Regions from separate parts of the Mus musculus genome. Here region 1 is linked to region 2. The links are chromatin contacts, called in public HiChIP or PLAC-seq maps. All regions are on one chromosome and are shown on one strand. The core of a region is the stretch at or near the end of the contact, and the rest is flanking DNA. Distances in the headings are between cores, read along the strand shown. Region 1 overlaps Lclat1 (lysocardiolipin acyltransferase 1). Region 2 has its middle 29 kb from the start of Lbh.

What was found. HiChIP or PLAC-seq counts read pairs in DNA pulled down with a chosen protein or histone mark.
Region 1: a contact with region 2 is called in an H3K27ac HiChIP or PLAC-seq map of large pre-B cells, with 2.1 times the contacts expected there. The contact joins two enhancer-like sites. A contact is called at or near these places in 2 of 115 datasets of contacts at active chromatin or transcription factors (effector CD8 T cells and large pre-B cells).

Annotation. Positions count from the first base shown.
Region 1 is chr17:73,237,551-73,244,012 of GRCm38.p6, forward strand. It overlaps Lclat1 (lysocardiolipin acyltransferase 1), which reads left to right. Exons shown (of 6, transcript NM_001177967.1): 6 at 2,168-5,818. The coding sequence ends at 2,670. Among named protein-coding and RNA genes, the nearest start is that of E330032C10Rik, 10 kb to the right of the region's middle. Within about 2 kb of position 3,926, at least 30 of the 459 cell types and tissues checked have an H3K27ac peak or open chromatin away from gene starts, as enhancers often do.
Region 2 is chr17:72,944,288-72,951,209 of GRCm38.p6, forward strand. No RefSeq gene overlaps it. Among named protein-coding and RNA genes, the nearest start is that of Lbh, 29 kb to the left of the region's middle. Within about 2 kb of position 4,089, at least 87 of the 459 cell types and tissues checked have an H3K27ac peak or open chromatin away from gene starts, as enhancers often do.

The DNA of each region.
Region 1 (6,462 bases), core at 2,676-5,175, 290 kb after region 2:
TAGGACATTAAGAACAGACAGATTCAAAAATCAAGTGTGAAACCGGTGCAGCATGAGGAGTAAAAGCTAGGAGCTACACAGAGCTGCAGTCCTGCCAAGGATTTGAGCAGTGCTATGGAGATGCCGGTAACTATGATTAAATTGGGTTTGGGTGAAGGCCAGGGGAATTTTTTGAGATAAGTGAAATCTGAACATAATTTTGATTCAGGCAGGGACATGGCAGACTATCTTTCCTTCACTATGAGGGAAGTGGGGAGCTGAGGGTAGAGTTAAGGTGCAATATTCAGCAGCACACTGGCTCTGCTTGGCTTGTGTGTGGAGAGGGCGTCAGCACCACACTGACTTTTTAGTCAAGGAAACGGCTTCTCTTAGGACTGTTAGGGAACAAGTTGAAACCTGGTCATTAACCTAAAGTAAATCATGGTCTAACCAAGACCGACAGGTACAGAGGGCTTGAAGAATCATTTGGAAGAGTTATGCTGAATTATAAAAATGGTAGCCTCCAAAGTTGGAAGAGTGTGTGGGGGCATGGTGTAGATGACCTCGCTTCTTTGCAAGTGTGTGGGGGCATGGTGTAGATGACCTCGCTTCTTTGCGATCGGTGCTACCGAGGTAAAACATCAACAGTGCAATATGCTTACCTAGATTCTGAGAGAGGGAGACAGTGCTGTCACACCCCAGTCTAGAATAGTCCGACTGGTCTCCAGATTTCCTGTGCCTTTTAGGGACTTCTTTCCCATGTAGGATTCACCACTGTCGCACAGGTAAGTCCTGTCTGCGTCATCTGTTTCTGATGAAATTCAAATCCTCATTGAGTCTGTTCACTGGGGGGGAGAGGGGGCCAGGGGATGGATATTGTCAAAGAGTATTACGTATCTGTATGAAACTGTCAACAAAATCTATTGTTTTATATAACTGATAAAACACTCTTATGTTTGTTCATTAAAGATAGAGCAACATTCACAATAATACCAGCAGTGCTTGCCCTTGAGCAAACACTAGGCTTCCAGGGCCCGTGTGTACTGGGTTCAGTTGAATGGTCAGGTGAATGGTCCACTGTACTCTGCAGTTCTTACAGTGCACCACTGATTCTCTAACTGCAAAGGCTCTTACCATTAGCTCAGTGCCAAGCCAAAATAAAGTAAGTCTGGCTCCGTCCTTGGCATTCCTCCTTGGCTGCTGCACCACATCAGTTCTTGTTATCTTTTTATACAGATCTATTCCTTTGGCCTGCCTCCTTTTCCTAGTCTGTCGGAACAGCCACACGGCTGTTGCCCCGCTGTCCCCAAGATCATCCTTGCTTAAAATCTGTGGCTACCATGAAGATGCTTCTCTACACATACAGTGTAGAGGAAGGCCTGGACCATGCCATGTGCTCCAGCCTGTTTTTAATGTCCCATTCCCATAGTGTACTACCCTGTCCATCTACAGAACTGGCTCCTTCCCGTTCATCTCCCATATCCCCAAGGGACAGTTTGGGGCTTTGTGCATCCTTGTTCCCCTAACTATGTTGAGAACATTTTGAAGGACACTGGGACCATGTCAGCTGTCTCTTCATCACCAGCATCTGGCTTGTGACTTCAAAAACAACCTTTCCCAAATGCCTGTGCACAATGGTGTTTCAGGTCAGAATCAAAGTTGTTATGCTTGTGTGTGTGTGTGTGTGTTTGTATAATAGAAGAAATTGACAATTTCTTCACATTGTTTCTTTCTGAGGTTCTTTTGCAGCAGTTACCGTGGTCATTTTAAGGTAAAGGAGAGTACATTTCTATTGCCTTTGAAGAGATAAATGTATTAATAATGTCTGTGTAACAAATCTTGTGGCAGAAGGCTTGGGCTATAGCCTTTAAGTCCTACCTCAGATCCTGCTCACTGTGTGTATTCATGAAGTTCTAGAATGCAGATTACCATTTCTGGGAATGAAGATAATTTCTTTCTAAAGGTCTTTGTGGTAATTAGCAAACGGGGAAAAAAGCTAAAAATGGCTGGTAAATATTGACCTAAGTACCCAGAAACACTGGTATTTTTAGCCCTTGTTTGTTCGTGGTGGTTCACTCTGTACTGATTCTTCATGCTCGTGGCTGTGCCTCGCAGAGTGAATCAGCACTGCCACCCCATTGACTGTTGGTTGCTAAAGCAAAGCTCTTTTCATCTTTCCAAAACCTAGGGAAGAACCTCGATGCTGTTCATGACATCACGGTCGCATATCCTTACAACATCCCTCAAACTGAGAAGCACCTTCTCCTTGGAGACTTTCCCAAGGAGATCCACTTCCACGTCCAGCGGTATCCAGCTGACTCTCTTCCCACATCCAAGGAGGACCTTCAGCTCTGGTGCCACAGAAGGTGGGAAGAAAAGGAGGAGAGGCTTCGGTCCTTCTACCAAGGAGAGAAAAACTTCCACTTTACTGGGCAGAGTACAGTTCCACCTTGCAAGTCTGAGCTCAGAGTCCTTGTGGTCAAGCTACTGTCCATAGTGTACTGGGCCTTGTTCTGCTCTGCAATGTGCCTGCTCATATATCTGTACAGCCCTGTTCGGTGGTATTTTATAATCAGCATTGTGTTCTTCGTGCTGCAGGAGAGAATATTTGGTGGACTGGAAATCATTGAACTTGCATGTTACCGTTTTTTACACAAGCACCCACATTTAAATTCAAAGAAAAATGAGTAAGATGGCGGCGTTCATGTGAAAACCTAGGGTTGTCACGGGAATGTCAGTCTTTGTAAACTGAGACGAGTTTTGCATGACTATGTCAAATGTTTCTTACTATCATCATTTTTTGTTAAAGGTATTTTGCACTTAATTTTATGGGGGAAATATTGCTATGGTTTCTTTAAAATCTCTGAATGTAATTCCAATGCTGAGTATGTAGCAGGGGTCAATCGCTGTGAATTACTAGGGTCAGAGTATTACAAACAATCACTAAGCTGTCAAGACAAAATGCAAGCTTTTCTGAAAGGACCAACCTGTTTCTGACAGACTTTTGGCTCAGAGGTAGCCTTGGCACCATGAACACCAGCCCCAGTGTATCTAAGCAGGTAGTAGTCTGCCTCCCCCGCAGGACACAGTCCATTCTTTAATTCTTTTACACCAATCAAACGCAAAGGTGGACTTGCCTTGTCCTAAGCTGAGCCCCATTGGCAGGGAGCCCTCCATCACTGATAGTCTCTTGTGCTGAGTGAGGCAGGAAAAGACCCCCTTTCCTCGCCTGGAAATCACATCTGCACTCAGCTCAGGGAGCACCGTCAGGCTCTCCATTTGGCTTTTAAAAGACAGAAACTGGTGCAGCTTGCTTTTCACTCACACTCAGTCCTGCCTTCCTGATGGTCACCAGGGAGCGTCATCTGTAGCGTGGACTGGTTCATGTAAAGATGCATTAGAAAAACATCTGTAGTTCAGACAGAAACTGGAAGGCAGGTGTCTGTCCTATGCATGCAGGGTGTCTGCCTTCTGCCATTAGAGCTACAACAAACATGCCTGCAGACAGGATGGTGTAGCTAAAGCCCCCAAACCTTGATAACTTTACTCTTAAAACAAAAACTGCTAACTCAGAATGAGCTCTTTCAGTGATAGCAAGGACACACTCTCTCTTTTTAGTCATCTCTCAACAGTGACATTTAAACACACACTGACCTACTGTCTGCCAAATATTCCTATCATTTGGAAGCAGTGACAACATAGCAAACCAATAGCGAGCACGCAGTGTCCTGGGTAAGAGAATCCTTGTGGCCACTGTTTCCACTCCACTGAGCTGCATGCTCCCATCTGTGTCATGTGATTGGGGCAGGGACAGAGGCACATAGAAGCTTCCCCACCCCACCCCACCCCAGTATCCAACAGTCTCAGCAGCTCTTAACTGCCCTGTGTGCTCAGACAGAAATCTGCCTTTCCTAAGATGGCAGTGCGCATCTGTACCTGGTAAGGACTTCCTCATCTTGCCAAGCACACTGAGAAAGCCCCGTTGGGGACAGGACACCATCAGCATAGCGTGGTTAAGTCTGGCTTTTTGATGTTTGTGCATTTGTTAGTGGGAGAGTGCTAACTGGTGCCTCTGGAGAAACAAGCCAGCCCATGTTTAACTGCTCCATCAAAACTCACTTTAATCCTGCTGGGAACTTACTAATTAGTAGCTGTGCACACCTGCCCTCAACACAGCTGTTTGACTCCCTAGTTTTTAAGGTTACACACACACAACCCTCCCCCCACCCTTTTTTCTTTCCCTTAATGAGAAAGGCTTCCAATTTTAAGTTTCTCTGATGGATCACATTTAAATGTGGAAATAGCTAGCAATTTGTTGCCCAGGAAAAAGAGAAATGCTGTCATCTTTGCCCACAGTAGTTGGGCTCGGTTAACAGTGCTGTCCATCTCATTGGGCACCCACAGGCTCTCTGTCTCTTGTTCTTCCCTTCGCCCTCTTCTGATCATAGAAAACATTAAGGTAGAGAATACCTTAATTTTACTTTACCTACCCCAAATTCCTAATACAGCACTAAAACTAGAGAATGTGGACACTCTACTTGCTTTAAGAGGAATTTCTCCGGAGGGGGAAAATAAAAATAAACGTGTTTTTAAATTATAATTATTTGTTCTTACCTACACGTTTAACTGTATTAAAACTGTTTATTTAATTTAAAAAAATGCATATACACCTAATGCTTTTGAGCTTGGAACTGCTTTAAGTCAATACTTGAGCATCAGGCCTAAGCAGATGTGGCCTTGATGGTTGTCAGCCTAAGGAATGCCCCTGCCACACCTTCAGCCAGGGCTCAGCAGCTCAGCCAGGGCTCAGCAGCTCAGCCGTGCTCCAGCAGACTCTTTCCCTGCTCCCTGTGCAGGTGAGCTGAAGTGCTCGCAGCACTAGTTGGCTAGTTGATCCCATTGGAAGAGATTTTACATATAGTAGTTGTGGGTTATTTATAATGTGAACCATTTCACCCTAAAATATGAACCGATATAGAGGCTGGGTGATGAGTTCCCACATTGTGTGTCTTTGATGAAACAAACCCAGGGAATCCTAAACTTTAGTCAAGCAACATGGCGGGAGAGACTGAAAATGAAGTAGAAACATATCTATCTGCGAGAGCTTCTCACTTAAGACTCTCCCTAAAATCCTGCCTCTGCACGCCCACAGAACAAACCCGAGAAGGAAGCAGCGCCTTCCACTCGTGTTCTAATGGTGACCACGCCACACGCAGACCCTATGTTGGTATAAGTCTGAATTCTGCAGATTGGTTCCATTTCACCGGCTCTCAAGCCCAACAAAGAAGCTCTGGAACAGTCACAATAAGGACTAGCAGAGGGATCCTGTCGGTGTTAAACTGTTTACATTTCTTTATATACAATAATGTGCTTTCAGTGCCTTAGTTGTGGGTCCCTTTCTTTTTCCTGTTCTAAGAATTGTATACCGTGTTCTTAGATAAAGTCTCTCCTCGTCACTCACTAGGAGGAAAGTGGTGCCTCAATACCAGTGGGTCAGCGGTTGACTGAAACAAAACAAAACGCTATGTTGTAACATGGAGAAGGGAGCTCGGTGCTGAGCTATGGCTGCCTAGTTCTTACACAGTGGCAAACAATTGCTTGGCCACGAAGTGGACTTCACACCACGTGTGGCCCTAAAAGGTGTCTTGTACCTACCTAAAATTTTTTATTTCAGAGTCTTGGTTTTGGTAACTTCTTTTTAAAAGATCATTACACGGAGAACACCCAAGTTTTAAAAATAACTCACAGAATGGCCTTAGCTTCAGTGTCCACTGGGATATTTGTGAATTACCTGTAAAATGCATCCAGAATAAAATGGAGTGAATTACATGGTTCAAAAGCTGTTGTGATTCTGTTTTTACAGGAACGACAAAGTAAAGGTCACAGGGCCGTTGTTTCCCTTGATGTCATGGGCTTACCCTGTGTTAAGGAGGAATTGAGGATCAGGATGGGTGTTAAATGCAGTCTCATTTAGATCCGAATGCACTGTTCACTGATTGAGATGGGGAGGCACTGTGCAGTTGAATTCATGCCCCAGTGTGACAGAACCTGCTTTCCTCAGGACAACCGTGCATTCCATAAGTGCAGGCCACGGGTGCTTAAAGGAGAAAAAAAGATAAGGACTCCGTGTTCCATCCCTCACCTCACTGTCTGTGTGACTGGGTGACTCCAAAAACAAGTCTTCAACCAAAATGTGACAAATGTACAAAGAACTTCATTAGCTAAAAGGACACAGCTTCGGGGAACCTGTTGTAAGCTCCCAAGCCCATTCTGCCTCTGCTTCTCCAGTGAGCACTGTGTGTGCAAGCCGTGTTGGTCCCAAGGAGCGGGATTCGAAAAGAACAAGGATTGCAGCCCCCCTACCCACACCACCCAGCTTGAGTCATTTTACTGAACCTCCAATGCCAACCATGGACACAGAAAGTGCCGCTGTAGTACATTGTAAATACCAAATACAAGGACACTTAAGAAACCCTTTGTGTT
Region 2 (6,922 bases), core at 2,839-5,338:
CAGCAGCTATGCTACCAGTGGCCTTCCAAAGGCCACTAACTTCTGGTCACAGAACCCTAACTCTTCACTTCTGCCTCATGTAACCTTCTAGACAGAATGATTCTTTGTTTGAAAATAGCTCCTTCATCCTTTCTCGTGGTTGGCCCATCAACACCGTCCAACTTTTCAAACCTCCTAATGGAGGTACATGGAGTGGTGACTGGTGAGCTTGGCTGTGTTACACGGGGCTGATATAATTTGGCTCCTTCATTTGTACTTCAGGCCAATTTCTTACTGTCTAGACTCCTCAGTATTCTTGTCTGGGGATTGGAGATAAGACAGACAGCTCTTGCATGGGAGTGTGAAGACTCAAATACTTAGCTGGCCTCCACCCGTCGGGAGTTTCCCCTCTTTTTGAAGATCCTGAGGCTAATGAATAGCTCTTGTCTTCTGGGCCCTGCCTTGTTACTCTGGCTCCTTTGTGCACAGGGTTTAAAAGTAACCTCTCAGCACAATGCTCCTCTCCCTTCAAGTTCATCTCCCACTCTGGCACCTTCCGTTGTTTTCATCCCGAGCCTGGAAAAGCAAAGAGAAGTAGGACAATGTCAAGCTTTATTTATGCAGTATCTTGGTGTATATCACCTTGCATCAATAGCTCAAGGCAGCACATGCCTGTAGTTATGGAACTCCAGAGGATCAGACATTCAAGGTCATCCTTAGGCTACACAACTGCTGATGGCTGAACCTGGTGTGAACAGAGGAGAAAACTGCAGGGGAGGGATAGAGCAAGTAGGAAGGCCCTGTCGTAGTTTGCCTTGGCATTTCTGAGACATGTCTGTAAGTAGAGAGACATGGAGGGAGAGGGAGACGAGTGGCCCAGGTTAGAAACGACATGCAGTACCTGTGGGTCTTAGAAGCTATGGACCTGTTGATTTAGAGTTGTATGGCCTTCTATGAACAGTGATCATGGAAGTGAACAGCAGCAATGAGCAGCTGTAGACATCTTCAAATATTGGTAGACCTGAGAAACCGCCCCGTTCTAAAAGCAGATCTTCAAAGCAGAATGAAACCAGACAGAATCCAGTTCTTCCATCCATCCCCAAAGAACTCTGATTATGGCAAGAATGGAAGCTCTATGCTAAGACTGCTGGATTTTTAGCTCAGCCCTTCCTCTTTCAAGCTCTGTGACCTTAAGAAAGTTACTGTTGCTTCCCTTTCCCTCACTTTCTCCACTTATAAACCATTATGGATGATGGCTATAAGGAGCTTCAATGTGTTACTAAGAGTAGCTTGCTTAGAACTGCAGTAGACCCTAAATAAATGCTCAAGAGATGTTAGTGATCACATAATATTCCAAGCCCCATAGATATCTGCATCCTGAGCTTGGGCTCTTGTGAATGTTATACTATTCACAGGAGGGAGGACAGGTTAAGGTTATAGATGGAAGAAAGGTTGCTAATCAGCTGACCTACATCTGATGACCCTGGACTAAGTGAGTCCACTCTAAGCACAAGGATCCTTGCATTGTAGGAGTGAAAGGGGAGCTGGAATGATGGCTCAGTCAGCCAAGTGCTTGCTTTGCATGCACAAGGGCCTGACTTTGATCTCCAGGACCCATTTAAAAAAAAAAAAGCTGGGTGTACAAATGGGTCAACTATATCAAACCCCTCCCCCAAAGTTCAGGGACCATTTCAGGAAAGGAGGCAGAAAGAAGAGACAGAGGCAGAGAAGGACCTGAGCCAACCTGTATCTTCCAGATTATGACTTCTGTACTAGTGAACTCACAGCGGCTGTGGCTATCTGCTTGAGTTCAAGCTGGCCAGTATTTTAGCACTGGCCGGGGAGAACGTCATGAACCCCAACTCTTAGCTCAGGAGCTCTTGACAGTTGATGTAGAAAACAAGGAGAAGAAGAAGGAGGAGGAAGGGGAGGAGGAGGAGGAGGAGGAGGAGGAGGAGGAGGAGGAGGAGGAGGAGGAGGAGGAGGAGGAGAAGAAGAAGAAGAAGAGGAGGAGAAGAAGAAGAAGAAGAAGAAGAAGAAGAAGAAGAAGAAGAAGAAGAAGAAGAAGAAGAAGAAGAAGAAGAAGAAGAAGTAGAAATGAGTAGATCTGGAGGACTTAGGGCATGGCTGGAAGTGAATATGATCAAAATGCTTTATATGCATGCATGAAATTCTCAAAGTAATAAAAATCTATATTTTAAGTTGGGTGTACTTGTGTACTTGTTATTCCAGTGATCAGGAGGCAGATGCAGGCAGATCCTCTAACCAATAGAACTGTAAGAGGAAAGTAAGTTGACTTTATTTAAGGTACTGATGTTGTAACCCTGTCACAGTCACAGCTGTAAACTAACACATCCCCAGTCTTTTTCAGTGTGGAGCAAAAAGGTTATGGACCATGTCTGTGTGATCTCAGACAGTGATGAATGGACAGAGGCCCCAACTTTGCCAGGTTCAATCTCTCCTCTCCCCAGGCAGAGACATCTGTGCTGTGGAGGGGCCATCAGGACCTGGGATTGGATTGCTGTGGGGACCATAACACCTTTGCACTAGACACTTGAGAATCAGTGACTCACAACATTCATTTGGTAGAATCCCCTTCTCTCTCTCTCTCTCTCTCTCTCTCTCTCTCTCTCTCTCTCTCTCTGGTCCAAATGCCTGATCCACTTCTAACCAAGATGAGAGTCCATCTACCAAACCAAAGAAGCTGCTAATGGAGCCGCGCTTTCCTAGGCGTGCACCTGATGTATAGCAGGTGATCTCTAGCATTGAGGTCAGGAGAGAGGGAGACTCATGTCTCTCTCTCAGTACCTGGATGGCAGGCTTACATTGCACAGCCGTTGATTTGCAATGTTTCCTTGCCCTTTTCTGCCGGAGAAAAACCAACTAAAGAAACAGAACAAATTTATTCTTCTCTCTGTCTGGCTCCCATTTACAGAGCTCTGCCCCCCTCCATTTCTCCCATCTCTGACCACACTTCTGCAAAGTGTGGCTTTGCATATAGGAAATGATCTTGTTTCACATAACTAGCAACGGTGGCGATGATGAACAGCAGTAGAATGCAGGGTCTTCATCTTTCAAGTCCCATTGGGCAGCAAATTGATGATTTGCATTTTGCTATTCTTCTCTGTTAAGAGGACATTTTCGATGTATCTCATCAACAAGGAAGCTGATGCCAGAGAGCTTCACAATACACTGTGTTTGCAACCAAAAAAAGAGGAAAAAAAGAGCAGTACTAGAATCAATTATATACTAGTAAATGTGTTAACAGCCAGCTAGCTGAGAGAAAGAGCAAGTAAGAAATGCAGCCCCTCTAGTTTAATGTCCCCAGTTACCAAGGAGCAAATGCTTTCTCTGCGGCCAACTTCATAAAACTGGCATGGGACCAAATTTGACTCTGCTGAGCACATCTCTGGAATCCCAAATATTCACCTCCTAAGTCATAAGAACACAGACTTAGATTCCTTTTTTTTTTTTTTTTTTCTTTTTTTTAATTAAAGGAATGAGCCTATCTCAAAAGCAAGAGCTATCCCCAGGTCAGGAAAGAAAAACTACCGCAAAACAAATATCTGGTACAGTATTTTTTTCAAACTGAATAATGACTCAAAATAGTTGTAAAAATCAACTTGCTTATTTGTGGGGTTGCAACCAAGATTTTTTCAAGAAAGAAAAAAAAAAGGGGGGTCAGAGGACAACAGAAGAAGAAACAGCAACTATATATTTTTTTTGGGAATGTTGGTTTTCTCCATGGATGTGGGTGGCTATCTGTGCTGGATATATATATATTTGCTGTGTCTCACAGTCAAATGCTTAAGCACCAACCTGGTGAATCTAGCTCTCTAGAAAGTTGTATATAAGAGAGTCACAATTGGGAGGGGGGGAGGATAAGTACCCCGAGAACCCTCTCTGCACGGGAAATGGATCTGGGGCAGCCCAGGCAGGGTACGGGCACAGGGTGAGGGTGAAGGGCTCAGCAGACCTCTGTCCCCTGTTCTCCTCCAAGGCTAAGGGTGAGCTACAGGAAGCAAGTGCCACCAGAGCCTGGAGGACAGAGGCAGCGTGCATGAGAAGGAGAAAGCTCCACCGGAAATTCGCTGCAAGCTAGCTGCCTCGGGAGCCCACCACAACCTTTACCAGACAACCAGCACTGCAAGATAAAAATAACCTCACGGTCTCGGCCCTGCTGTGCAGGGGCAAGGAAGAACACACCATGTAGGGGGCTCTCATGTCAAGGGGCTGGGTTTGGGATCATGCAGTTGACACTATGTGGAGCCACAATTTCCTGTTCTACAATTAAAGGTCAGTTTTCCTACCCAAGGATATCAGGACCTGGAACCAGGAGTGGGATCCTCTAGGTATAGAGTCTCTGTTCACCTGTTTATTCCTTAGCCTAGGATGGCTTTGTTTGTTTGTTTGTTTTTGCTTTGTTTTGTTTTTTAATGACTCGTGCTATGGACTGGGCAAATGGTTCAGATGGTAAAGTGTTTGTCTCAAAAGTAGGACTTTAGTTTGGATTCTCAGTGCTTCCATAAAAAAAGCTAGGCATGACACTGTAATCCCAGGGCCAGGGAGGCAGAGACAGGAGGTTCCCTGAGGCTCCTGGCTAGCTAGGTAGTCTAGCTGTACTGGTGAGACTCCAGGTTCAGTGAGAGATCCTGATTAAAAAACTACAGTGGAGAGGCAACTGAAGACACACACACACACACACACACACACACACACACACACACACACACACACAAAGAATAATATTAAAAAGTCACTCATTTTAAGACCTTGTGGTTGGGGATGCATCCTTATTCTCTATGCGAAAGCCGGGTTAGCAGCTTTTACTCAAAGGATCACCCCTCCAGAGGGTGCTCTGGGGACAGCGAGAAGCCCTCTCCTTAGCTAATGCCTGCTCACACTTTAACCCCAAGGCTCATTACCTTAGTAGACAACTTACCTAGAAGACTCCACTCTCAGAAAACAAAGAGCTGGAGGTTTCATTTCTGCCTGGTCTCAGAGTATGGTGGCTCGTGAGTGAGCCAGTTTAAGCCTTGCTTTCAACTTCTCTTGCCTGTCTTAGAAACCACCACATCCCTCAGTGATGAACAGTGCTCAGGAGGACATTGTGAGTTTGCAAGGTGCATTTGCTTGCTTTTCATTAGTTTCTGTAGCGTTTCTTGAACAGGCATCCACACCACTCAGGAGTTTGAGAGAAAGAACAAATTGACATGTATGTTGTCATAAACAATTAAGTGAAGTTTAGCATTTCCTGCCATCAGGGGTGTAGGGGACAAGCCACAGCAATGTCAGCGGGACCCGCTTTTCACCAGCAGAAGTCACGAGTGCTTTCTTTTTTTTTTTTTTTCATGCCACACTTGTTGTGGGCATCATGAAATAACACTTGTCGTCATGGCAACCTCAAAACACACCTGCTGCTGGATTGTACCGTGCAGTGCTTTAAGAAAGAGGAGATGTAGGACTTTTCCATGTATCTATGTGTTTCTAAAATATCTTTCAATAGCTGCATCTTAGCAGAATTGATGTTCTTTGCAGCTTCCTGCATCTTAGGGTATTTAAAGCATTATTCTGAAAGGAGAATCAAAACTCCCTCAAGTTTCTGAAATGATTCACGACGCGCAAAAGAATCCCTCTGTCCCTCCCTCCGTCCCTCCCTCCCTTCTTGCCTAAAAACTGGTGGTACTGTGACCCTGAGCAGAGCCATAGCCGTGTACAAAGGCAAGGAGGATGTACCCCTATTCCATAAGGCCCAGGGAAAAACAAGAAAATCAACAACTGCACAGTAACCTGGAGGTAATCCATGGGTGGAAGTTACACAAGAGGCATGACTGAGAAGCCAGGGAGAGCTTGTGGAACTTGGGGTAGTGAGGAACTGGTAGCTGCCACCTTGTTTCTTTCTCTGAATGCCTGGTCCACTTCTAACCACGATGAGAGTCCATCTACCAAACCAAATAAGCTGCTAATGGAGCCGTGCTTTCCTAGGCGTGCACCTGATGTATAGCAGGTGATCTCTAGAATTGAGGTCAGGTGAGAGGGAGACTCATGAGACTCAGGAGGTGTCTTGGGGTTTTACTGCTGTGAACAGACACCATGACCAAGACAACTCTTATAAGGACAACATTTAATTGGGGCTGGCTTACAGGTTCAGAGGTTTAGTTCGTTATCATCAAGGCAGGAGCATGGCAACATCCAGGCAGGAACTGAGAGCTCTACATCTTCATCTGAAGGCTGCTAGAAGAATATTGGTTTCCAGGCAGCTAGGATGAGGGTCTTAAATCCTACACCCACAAAGACACACCTACTTCAACAGGCCACACCTACAACAGGATCACACCTTCTAATAATGCCACTCCTTGAGCCAAGCTTATATAAACCATCACAGGAGGCAAATAAAACATGCAAGATTTGAGCCCCATCCCAAGCTTTATAGGAGGAGCAGTTGACTGCTGGGAAAGGAGACGCTGACCAGCTGGGCTGTGGAACTGTGGAAAGCAGACTCCCAGACCTGTAGAGATGCCTGCCAGTTGTGCAGCCTTTGTGAATTGTCACCTGTGATGGGGTGGGGGTGGGGTTGTCACCTGTGATGGGTGGGGGTGGGGTTGTCACCTGTGATGGAGTGGGGGTCTTGTCACCAAGTTGGACTTTGGTGCAGCGAATACTTTGGCGTGTTGTGGGTTCCCTTTGTGGGGTAGGTAAGTCAGCCTATCTAAGTGCCACCCACAGCCCCAGACTTGGGAATAGGGTGATGGACTGGTAGCCCATTTATCTTGATCTTAGAGGCTCCCTGAGACACAGAACTTTCACTAATGAAGTGAGGATATCTATCCCAGAGCAGGCCAGTATGGCTTTTCACTCTACTTGGAAGCCAAACCCATCTTTCACTCAGGACTCATTTGGCTGGCTAGAACTGGAGGGAAATTTTAGCTTCTCCAGCAATCTC